Regions from separate parts of the Mus musculus genome. Here regions 2 and 3 are each linked to region 1. Evidence: chromatin contacts called from public Hi-C data. All regions are on one chromosome and are shown on one strand. The core of a region is the stretch at or near the end of the contact, and the rest is flanking DNA. Distances in the headings are between cores, read along the strand shown. Region 1 holds the start of Eef1b2 (eukaryotic translation elongation factor 1 beta 2). Region 2 holds the start of Bard1 (BRCA1 associated RING domain 1). Region 3 holds the start of Smarcal1 (SWI/SNF related matrix associated, actin dependent regulator of chromatin, subfamily a-like 1).

The links. Hi-C and Micro-C count contacts between places; a contact is called where the count stands out from the background.
Region 2: a Hi-C map of pre-B cells shows a contact between it and region 1, with 7 times the contacts expected there. The contact joins the promoter of Bard1 here to the promoter of Eef1b2 in region 1. A contact is called at or near these places in 1 of 39 promoter capture datasets (pre-B cells) and 1 of 484 Hi-C or Micro-C datasets (pre-B cells).
Region 3: a contact with region 1 is called in a Hi-C map of CD4 T cells, with 4 times the contacts expected there. The contact joins the promoter of Smarcal1 here to the promoter of Eef1b2 in region 1. A contact is called at or near these places in 1 of 39 promoter capture datasets (pre-B cells) and 1 of 484 Hi-C or Micro-C datasets (CD4 T cells).

Annotation. Positions count from the first base shown.
Region 1 is chr1:63,174,989-63,178,240 of GRCm38.p6, forward strand. Eef1b2 (eukaryotic translation elongation factor 1 beta 2) reads left to right here and starts at 1,843. Exons shown (of 6, transcript NM_018796.3): 1 at 1,843-2,303; 2 at 2,766-2,888. The coding sequence starts at 2,224. Ndufs1 (NADH:ubiquinone oxidoreductase core subunit S1) reads right to left here and starts at 1,834. Exons shown (of 19, transcript NM_145518.2): 1 at 1,598-1,834.
Region 2 is chr1:71,101,086-71,104,693 of GRCm38.p6, forward strand. Bard1 (BRCA1 associated RING domain 1) reads right to left here and starts at 1,887. Exons shown (of 11, transcript NM_007525.3): 1 at 1,583-1,887. The coding sequence starts at 1,722.
Region 3 is chr1:72,581,238-72,584,634 of GRCm38.p6, forward strand. Smarcal1 (SWI/SNF related matrix associated, actin dependent regulator of chromatin, subfamily a-like 1) reads left to right here and starts at 2,014. Exons shown (of 17, transcript NM_018817.2): 1 at 2,014-2,201.

The DNA.
Region 1 (3,252 bases), core at 593-3,092:
AGCACAGGGCCAATGCTTGTGATTCCAGCACTGGGAAACCTAAAGCATGAGAATCATGAATTTGAGGCCAGCCTGATCTACACCCATGAAGCTTCATCCCATAAAAACAGCCTGCACTACATCAAGAGTTTGGGGATAACCTGGCTTCTACACTGTACAGTTTGTTTTACTGGGGTTTTCTACTTGGTGGGGTTTGTTTGTTTGTAGACAGACCTCATGTACCTCAGACTGGCTTCACACTTGCTATGAAGTCAAGGATTAACTTGGACTCCTAAACTTCAGGCCTCCACTTCCCAAGCAAGGAGCAGAATTATCAACACGCACCACCATGTCCAGATTGGTATATATTTTACTGTTGTTGTTGTTGTTGACATTCATTTACTTACTCCGTGAGTGTCACCATAAACACACAAGGAGGTGGGTGGGGCGGGTGCCTGTGAAAGTTAAAGGACACCCTTTGAAAGTCAGTTCTTTCTTTCCATCAATGTGGGTCCTGGAGATCTAACTCAGGATGTCAGGATTGGCAAGCATCATTTCCAACTAAGATCTTTCCCAGCTCTAATATGTATTTTAGACATAGTATCTACCAAATAGGAACAAAAATAGCCAGTCAAGTCAGGGATGTAGCTCAGTTAGTAGAGTCCTTACCTAATCACACACAAAGTTCTCCGTTCAATCCTCACATCTCAGCCTCCCCTTTCTGGAATTACAGACAGGTACCATCATCACACCCTGGCTCTAATATCTTGGCTGTATCTTATAAAAGTAACTTTCTAAAAGGCGCTGATGAGCTGGCTTAGAATATTAGATTTAGTGATGGGGTGGGGGTGGATCCCAGAAATCTGTTTGGTCTTACAGACATGAACCTCACAAACTTGAAGACACCGCAGCTTCCTGATCTGCAGCGGACTCCAGGCTAACTTTTTAAGATTCATTTTTAGTTTATGTGTGCATGTGCTTATCTGTGTGTGGGTAATGTGCACTTCTAAGTGCCGGTGCTCACAGTCCAAAAGAGAGTGGAGAATTCCCTGATAAGGTTACATGGCAGCTGGGAGTCTTCTGACTGGGCTAGTGGGAACCGAACTCGGATCCTCTCTGCAAGGCACTCTTAACCGCTTGACTCTCCCTCCAGCTCCGACTGAGCTAACTTTTAGTTTTTGTCAGTTCTCCCCGTCGGTGGAATGAATAAAATACTACCCAACATGATCACCGGGCTAGACAAAAACAAACAGTAGCGTGGACAGGTTCAAGACAGCAACTAAACCGATGCCTGAGGTTTAAGTCTCTCGTGACCCTGGGAGATGAACCGGTCTCCTGATGACAGGGCCATCTCCTGTCTTCCCCTGCAAAGAGAGAGTAGCTCGCAAGCCCGGACTCCCAAAGGTCTCCTGATCGGCTTAGGCTCCATCAGACCAGAAACCAAGGCTCATAACCCTCACCTGCCGGCTCTCCCGGGTTCCAGAGGTGGCGGGGCAGGAGCTGGTACCCAGTCAAGGGCAAGAGGAGAACGGCTTGTCTGACCTATGGGATGCAGACCTGCCAAAAAAGAAAACACCACTCGAAGCGCTTCAACTTGCCCACTTCAACGCGTCCTCACCTTTCCTCCGGAGCCCACCGAGTAGTTCCGCGGACCTGTCCGGGTCTCCCTGACCCCTCAAAACCCTGGCCGCTAAGTCAATATGGCGGCCACGGCAACCTCTGTCAGCCCGACCTGGAGGACGGAAAGCCAGGAGGGACTAGAAACACAGATTCGACTGTTTTTCCCCGTCTTCGGACCTGTTCGGCAATTTCCGAGAGCGAGCCCGGGAGGAAGCGGAGAAGACGACTTGGACCTGCAGTTCCGCCGGAAGTAGCCGAGGCCTTGCGTCCGAGCGCTTTCGTTCAACTCCGGCTCCTCAGAGGGCGTTTCCCTTCGTTTCGGAGTCCTTGGAGCGAAGGCATTTTAAAATGCCTCCTTTATTAATTTTCTTCCAAAGACAAGGGAAGGCCGGCGGACGACCTGTGGGCCCTTTAGTTACCAAGTCGCAGTGGTACGCGGAGGACCGAGACTAGGAACGGACCTTGACCTTTAACCTCTAGCCGGGGCGGCGGAGGGAAACGCCTCCGTCTCTATATAAGGAGTTTTCCGGACGCTCTGGGTCCTTTTTTTCCCTCAGCGCTGGCCGCGGCCTCCCGGCGCTCTCGTCCTCCGCTTTTGCACAGCTCCCCGTTCCAGCCTTCGCCATGGGATTCGGAGACCTGAAAACCCCTGCCGGCCTCCAGGTGCTCAACGATTACCTGGCGGACAAGAGCTACATTGAGGGGTGAGCAGGAGCCGAGAGGCTGGGGGGCCGGGGCCACGTGGCGCGGGCTCGGCGGGAAGGAAGCGGGTCTCCGGATGCTGGGGGACGCCGAGTCAGTGCTCCCGGGGCCGGGATGCCAATGGAGCGGGACCTCCCGGGAGGGGCTGCCAGCATTATAATTGAGATGATGCTTGCTCTCCGTGTGCCCACGTCCAGCTGGTTCTTCCGCGTCTTTGGACAAGTTAGTTTGTTAGTTGAAACCTGTGGCAAGTCTGGTGGGATGAGTTCTCCTGGGTGGCAGATAGTTCTTGGGCTTGCCTAGATTCAAACATGTTCTGTGTCCTTTCAATGAGAAGCAACTTAGGCTAGCCCTGTAATTGTTCTCACTAGTTAGCTTGACGGATATGGGCTATGTCATTTACCAGCTAGTGTTTGTGTCTTTTCTTTTAAAGGTCTGTGCACTTGTTTTTGTGTCACTGGCAGGTACGTGCCATCACAAGCAGACGTGGCAGTATTTGAAGCAGTTTCTGGTCCACCACCTGCTGACCTGTGTCATGCCCTACGTTGGTATAATCACATCAAGTCGTATGAAAAAGAAAAGGCCAGGTAAAGGTATCTTTGTGCTACCTGGATTTTCACATGCAAAGTAGGGACCGGGTTAAAGTTGGCTTTAGCATTGCTGACCTAGTGTGAGCTGAATTTCTTTGTGACCTTACAAGGCCAAGAGACTGAAGTCCTCCATTTTCTCACAGAACAGGTAGAACATGGACAACCGCAGTTCACCTTTCCCACACCTCTCTGATCATGTGCTTTGGACCTGGGGGGGCCACCGCTGGGGTGTGAGGGTAGCTCGCTCATTCGGTCCCTGGCCATTCTTCTGAAACTACCAGCAAGGGTGGAAGTTTGGGGAAGTGGATTCCAGTTCACTAAGAATGGAAGTGAGCATACTTAATGAAATCTCAAACAGATG
Region 2 (3,608 bases), core at 637-3,136, 7.9 Mb after region 1:
TCAGGCCCTTGACTCTTACGGTAAGCTAGCTCGCTTAGTTTAAAAGAGCTGGCAGTTGGTAAAAAGGGAAACTGGTTGTTTAATTTTAGGACAACCTACAGATTATTCATATTACTTTATCTAGTTAGTCTCTTCCAAATGGCTCAGCAAGCAGACTAAATCATTTTCTCATCACATCTTTTTGTGTCCATTTTGGATAGTCACCACAGGAAACAACTTACATGTATTTAATTTTTTCTTGGGATCCCTGAGGCAGGGTTACAGAAACATTGGGAAGGAAGCTTTGCTCACGAATGGGCTCTCCATACTCGGAACACTGTTTGGTATGTATTCATTACATGTTTATTATCAAATCTCAATATTAGCAAATTAATATGTGAATGAGCAAACCATTATTACTGAGGTACAGAGAAGACCAAAGATGTGGCTGGAACCTGAACTCATGTGGTCTGACACATTCTAAGTGGAAGAATATGTGTTTCCATCTGAGTTTAACTGTGGTTCAACTATTTAAAGCAGTGGTTGGGTCTCAACCTTCCCTGATGCTACAACCCCTTCAATATAGTTCCAAACGTTGTGGTGACCCTAAACCATACCATTCTTTTCTTTGCTACTTCATAACTGTAATTTTGCTACTAAGCTGGGTCTCCGTTCCTAAGACCTAAATGTGTGTCCCAGTGGTCGCGACCCACAGATTGAGATCCAACATGTGCGTCATCACTGGCCTGCTACTGCAACTAGAAGTTGAGTTTCCGATGTATGTCTACACCCAGGATGATCCGTATGCTTTAGGAAAACACAAGCAGAACTCAGAACGTGTTCATGTTAACAGAATCGCCACTCTCCTAAGAAATACAATGCCATTCTTTCAAATACTAAGAGTTTGTAAAAAAAAAAAAAAAAAAAAAAAAAAAAGAATAATTTAACGTAAGTGCAAAGTTTGTTGCCAGTTAACTTTAAAAAAAAAAAAAAAAGTTGCAGTTAACACTGTATTTGTAGTAAAGACTGAAGGCTTAACATTCGCTACTGCCAAAGAGAAAAAAGGGGAAAGAAGTATATTTCTTGGTAGTATTCGATAAACAGCCTCAGGTAAGAAAGTACCACTTAGGAGTGCATTTCAGACTGAATAAAATCCAAGAGAGGGCATGTTGGAGGATCAGTGGTACAGGGCCATAATCTAACTAAGTTAAAATTGCGATGCTCAACAAACTGCCATCGCCAAACTACCGGTCACCAGGTCCCTAGCCTCCCATTCCCCACGCCGAGCCTGCTACTAGAGAAAGGACCAAAAGGTCAGCCTCACAGGGGCTGTTGTGCCCCGCACGCAACCACGGGACCACGCTCCCAGAGGACCGAACTCCAGGACCCCAGCAGCACTAGCTCGGCTCAGCTCCGAGCGTCACCTTCGGGGAGTGACCAACGAGCTGCGCTTTGAGCCACGCCCCGAAGGCAGTTCTCCCGCGAAAATTCGAAAAGTGCCGTTTGAGTCATCTTCGTTGCAGGTGGCTGGGAAGCCACTCAGAAAACTCAGGAGTGGGACACGGAGGGACAGACGACACTAGGTCGCCAGGCCGGTCCTTACCAGCGGGAGCAGCGCAGCAGCTTCTCCAGGCGGGCAAGCGCCGCGCGGCTGTGGGCCCAAAGCCCGTCGGTAGCCGGCTCCATGGCGGGCACGGGAGCAGGCTGGTTCCCAGAGCAGACCCTCGGCGGCCGGCGTGGCATTCCCACAGAGGAGGGGAGGTCAGGTTTGCTCTAGCGCCGCACCCCGCTGGTCACCGCCGGATCCTGCTGCGTGCGGAGTCTCTGAATTGGTCGGACGCCTCCGGCTCGGAGGCTGAAACGCGGTAAAACTCAGAGATGGAAGGACCCGGCTTTAGGCCACGCCCTCAAGGCCTGAGGGCGGGGCTTTAGTAATGCGGTCCAAGTTCCGGAAATGGAGAGGCGAGGCTTGAGAGGCCACGCCCTCAGGAGGTGTAGGGCGGACCGCGGAAACCAAAGTGCCAAGGCGCGGGGTTGAGGAGGCGTGGGGAGAAGTCACCTAGGCCTGTGGCCCTAGGAGGCGGGGTATAGCGCGCTCAAACTTCCTGAGCGGGAAACTGAGCGGCGGGGCCTCAGGCCACGCCTTCAAAGAGGCGGGGCTCCCCATGGGTTTCATTCCCACCCCCTCTCAGTTTACTGAAACTGTGCTTACCTAGAAGTTGGATTCTAACCCTCCCATAGCCTCAGGAGCTTGCCGCTGAAGCCATCTACAAAGAGTGGCATTCAAGCTACTGTTGAACTTGGACAAGCTTTTCCCATGACAATAAAAGTACTACCCTTTATATAAGAAAGTTCTCTTTTTCTCCTTGCTGTAGGATATAAGAATCCGCTAAATACTAAGTTTCAATTTCACTTTTTAACTAGCTGTAAATATCCGACCAAGGGCATCTCTTAGAAGTTCTGGTGTGCTTTTAAAATATGATAAACTGCATAAAACGTTTTTGTTTGCTAGAGGGTCTACCCTCCCCGGGGATTTTTTTTTTTTTTTTTTTTTTGAAACGGCGTCTGTTTGCCAACCTAGCTTAAACTGTGAAGCTAAGGGTGACCTTGAACTTCTCAGTTTGCGATCCTCCACCTCTGCGCGATAGGGGATTACAGATATGCACCACCACGCCCAGCTTACATGGTGCTGAACTGAGTTTAGAGCCTCCTTTATGCTAGAAGTATTCTACCAGCCAAATCCATAGACCCTCCTGCGGATCTGAATATTAACACTGGGCAAGCACAGCCCGCCCTCTCCACAGCTTCCAACCTATGAACACATTCTTGCATATCCCCTTTTATTTCTCTGTCTCTGCTTAACCGCCCCAGCTGCCTCTGTTTACCTTAAAGTTGTTCCTTCTTACTGGAATCCACACATCTGCCTAGATTGCCTCCCATCCTTAGGCCTCACTAAAGATATACAAGACATTACCAAACACAAAATTAGTCTTGGCACTACCCTGATTAAACTCTAAAGGTGGAAAGGCCTGGAAGGTCCTTTAATCCCAGCACTAGAGGCATGGAAATGGGGGGAGGGGGGGGGAAGAGCAGGTGGATCTCTGAGTTCAAAGCCAGCCTAGTCAACAGAGTTCTGAGACAGTCAAGACAAACCCTATCTCAAATAAATAAACAAACAAACAAACAAATAAAACTCTAAAGCTATTTCTTTGATGAGATATGAGGCCTATGCCAACCTGGGAAAGCATGCCATTATTCTCCCGTGGAGCTTTTCTTCATCAAAAGCCTAGGTCCAGCTGCCTCTGGGCTTTTACACAAAGATTCACTTTGGAACCTGGAATTTTCCTCTTAGGCAGTACTCCTTCAGATCTCAGCTCAAACATCAATGCTTGAAAGGTTTTCCTGATCCTGAATGTAGAGTCTCTCAGGTACTTTTAACCTCACAGTTCATAGCATGCACATTTATATGAGCATTTATAGAACCAGGGTGGACATGTAATATAAAGCTCTAAATAGAGCTGAGAGTTTGAGTTCTTGGACTCTTATATATCGCAAGTGCTTCACTTAATTATCTGACTCAAGCCTCCTATGAATACTACAACTTGAGGCTAAATTCAGTGTGGGACTGA
Region 3 (3,397 bases), core at 764-3,263, 9.4 Mb after region 1:
GGGATTCCTAGGAGCAAGATACATGGATAGATAGGAATCCAGCATTCTGAGGTTAGGATGCATGGGCCCAGATGTCCTCTGATTCACATCAAAGGACACCATATTGCTCTATGGGTAAATCAGCTGGGCCTGGAGAGTGAAGTGACTGTCATGTGAATTGGTGACAGGCAAGATGAAGGGCACAGCACTTGGTCTTAAGAAATTAACTGTCTCTGCAGGGGATAGGAAGAGCAAGACAGGTGCTGGCTAATTAGTAGCTGTTCACACTGTGAAGCAGGAAATGGATGCTGAGTAGTAGGGAAAACCAAAGATATAAGATTTACCTCAAATACTAGCTGTAAGTGTTGCAGCTCTAAGGAAAAAGGCTCTGCTACACAAGTTCTTATAGCTGCCTGGAAAGATTCCCCAATGCAAGTGTTATAGCTCTGCTCCAGAAGGGGATAGTTCTCCAGGCAAAGTGTTTTGCCAAAGCTCTGCTCTGTCCAAAATGTTACAGCTCTGAAGGGAAAGGAATCCTGGCAGTTGGGAATACCACAGAGTCACACCACACAACAAACTTGCCACAATAGACTTCTTGGAAGGTGGGAACTCAGGAGGGCAGCTGCCTCTGCTCCAGTGAGAAGCAGCAAAGGACTGGGCAGAATGCAGGGTTTATATAGGATTTCTAGAGGGTGGGTGGGATTTCCAGAGTGGCCTGGGACTCAAGGATTGGTGGGATTTTTTTTTCCTTGTAGGGTGGGGCTTGAACCCTCTCCAGCTACACTGGTACAACCACTAGTGACATCTGCAGGGCAGAGCCTGGCCACTTGTGTGCCTTGAGGGTTTATAACCTTTACAAAGTATACTTTTACAAGAGTTCAGGCACTGAAAGCCTTCCCCTGCCCCTTGAGTTGGCATGAATAGCCAACACTAGCAACATTCCTCTTCCTCCTGTTGTGGGCTGCTATTTTGATAGCTCCTGTGTTCATGATATCTTACTGCAGTCCACCTCATCGTCTCTTCTTATTAAAAAACACATCACATTTCCCTAAATGTCTGGTCATTTCCCCAATTAACTCTGTATTCAGAGATCTATCTCTTTGCAATGAGCTCTGTTTGAAAACAGAATCGTTTCAACCTTTCCGTGTACGCTGATGATAGAAGAATATTATATTCAACCATTGGAGGACAGAAAGAATGCTGTGCTCAGAAATGGAGTCAAGTAACCTTGATAGTATCTGATAGATGGGAGGGCTTTGGAATCAGAATAACAAAGTAGCTAAATACAGCCTGGAGAAAATTGTGGACCAGTCCTAGTTCCGTTTTCTCATTTATAAAATGAGGATAATGGAGCTGGGTGTGTGGTGCACAACTTTAATCGCACTCCAGAGAAGGATCTCTGTCAGTTTTAGGCCAATGATACATGTTAAGATCCTGCCTTTTGAGGAAAAAAAAAAAAAGATATAATAATAATCTTATGATGGTGCAAGTCTGTAGGAGGTGGAGGCAGGAAAGACATCCTCTGGTACAGGGTGAGTTCTTAGACAAGTCTGGGTTACATGAGTTACTGTCTATGTTTCATAGGTTGTAGTTCGGATTAACTTAAGTTCCTATTAATGATCAGCACGCTGACTGATGGAGGCTCTAAAAATTTCAATTCCTCTTTGGTCTAGGAAAGCAGATACTCAGCAGCGGCTGGGGCTTATAAGGACGGCACTATTAGAAACGGGTGTGCCAGGAAAATCTTTATTAAGTATCAAATCAATCTGGCTGTCTGACATGTCTGGAGACACCCCTGACACTGAACGCTCAGCCTTCCTTACGCCTGATTAAATGTTTGGAGAAACTGAGAGCTACAACTCCCAGGGTGCACCACACCTTGACCCGCCCACAACGTTACGCCTCTCAAATTCACCAACCTCCAATGGGCAGGCTTTCCGATTCAAACTACAAACCCCAGAAGGCCCTACACCAAGTGTACTATCACCCACAATTTATGACCGGGATCTGCGGCCGTACTGGCTGTTGGGAAATGTAGTTCGACGGTGGCCGAGCCATTCAAATGCCAATGGCCCGCTCCAAGATGGGTGAAATTGTAGCGCTTGAATTCTAGTTCCTCTAACAGTCCAACCAGAAGCGAAAACTGCCTAGGCAAGGCTCTGAAAGACGCTCCTGGTCTAGGGCTGTTCTGCTAAGGTGCCTCACCTTACTGGCCTCGCTAGGTAAGAAAGTGGGCTGCGAAGGAGGTAGCAGCATTGGAGACGGACGAGACCAAATACGGCAAGAGGAGGGAGCAGTGGGGACGGGAAGATCCAAGTGGAAATGCTAGAGGCAAAGTGGGGCGGGGCGTCCCCTTTTCTCAGGCACCCAGGATGTGCACAGGAAGGGAAGGGAAGCCCAGGTCTCAGCAAAGAGGAATGTCTATGTGGTGGTGTGCATTTGTGGTTTATGGTTTATTAGTTGGACCTCTCATTCCGTGGTCTCATCTCCCCAACTGGGTCAGTCAGCATACTAGGCCTTGGTAGGTATAACCCTAGTTGAATACAAGGCTGAGAGTTTTCATTGCTGCTGGCTGGCAGGCTTGAGTGTAACATCTGTGAGAGGAGATGTTTTGGGGTGCTTTGTCTAAAGGGAGTCTTAGCAAGGATTAAAATGTAAACCCTCTGAAGTCAAGAGTCTAGAGCTTTCTTTGACGGCTGGCGGTGCTACTGGAGTATTTCCTATGTTACAATCATTATAATATAAAAGTAACTTTTATCCTGTTGTAGTTGTCTGGGAGGCTCACTGCCTCCATCTGCTAACCTAGGCCTAGTCCTGGAAGCTTCTAGCCTCCTTATATTCTGATCTGGGCCTTGAATGTTTTCAGCCCCTTGAGACTTGCTGCTGAATAAACTCACCCTTTCGTGTTTTTTCTGAACTCTAGCTGGCTGGTTCAACTCAGCTGTTCTGGCTCAGACTTCTTTCCCCAGCTGACTGATTCAGTCTGGCTTTTCTCTCCGCCTCTGAATTGCTCTGTTTGGTCTCAAACTCTAGGAATCTGGTTCTAATCTTCTGGCTCCTTCTCATTCTCTTGCTCATTCTATCTTTACCTGTGTCTGACCTGTTCTTTCTTCAGCCTGTCTCTGTAAAGCTCTCCCGGTAAAACTGCCTCCGCCTCCCTCTCTGCTGCTCTACTCTTTCTCTCAACTCTACCGTATCCTGTGCTGTACTCTCTCCTCCTGCACTGTCTGTCTCTCCCTTAAGTGGCTTCCCGTTCCTCATGAGAGTTGGGCATATCCTATTCTGTCAAATCTTTCTGATTCTCGTCACTTTGTCTGCCACTCAATTAGACATCGTTTTCAACATGGGTGCTTTCTCCTACAAACTAACTTTACCTTCATTGTTTTGGAGTCAAAGGTGAGTACTAAAGGCATATCTG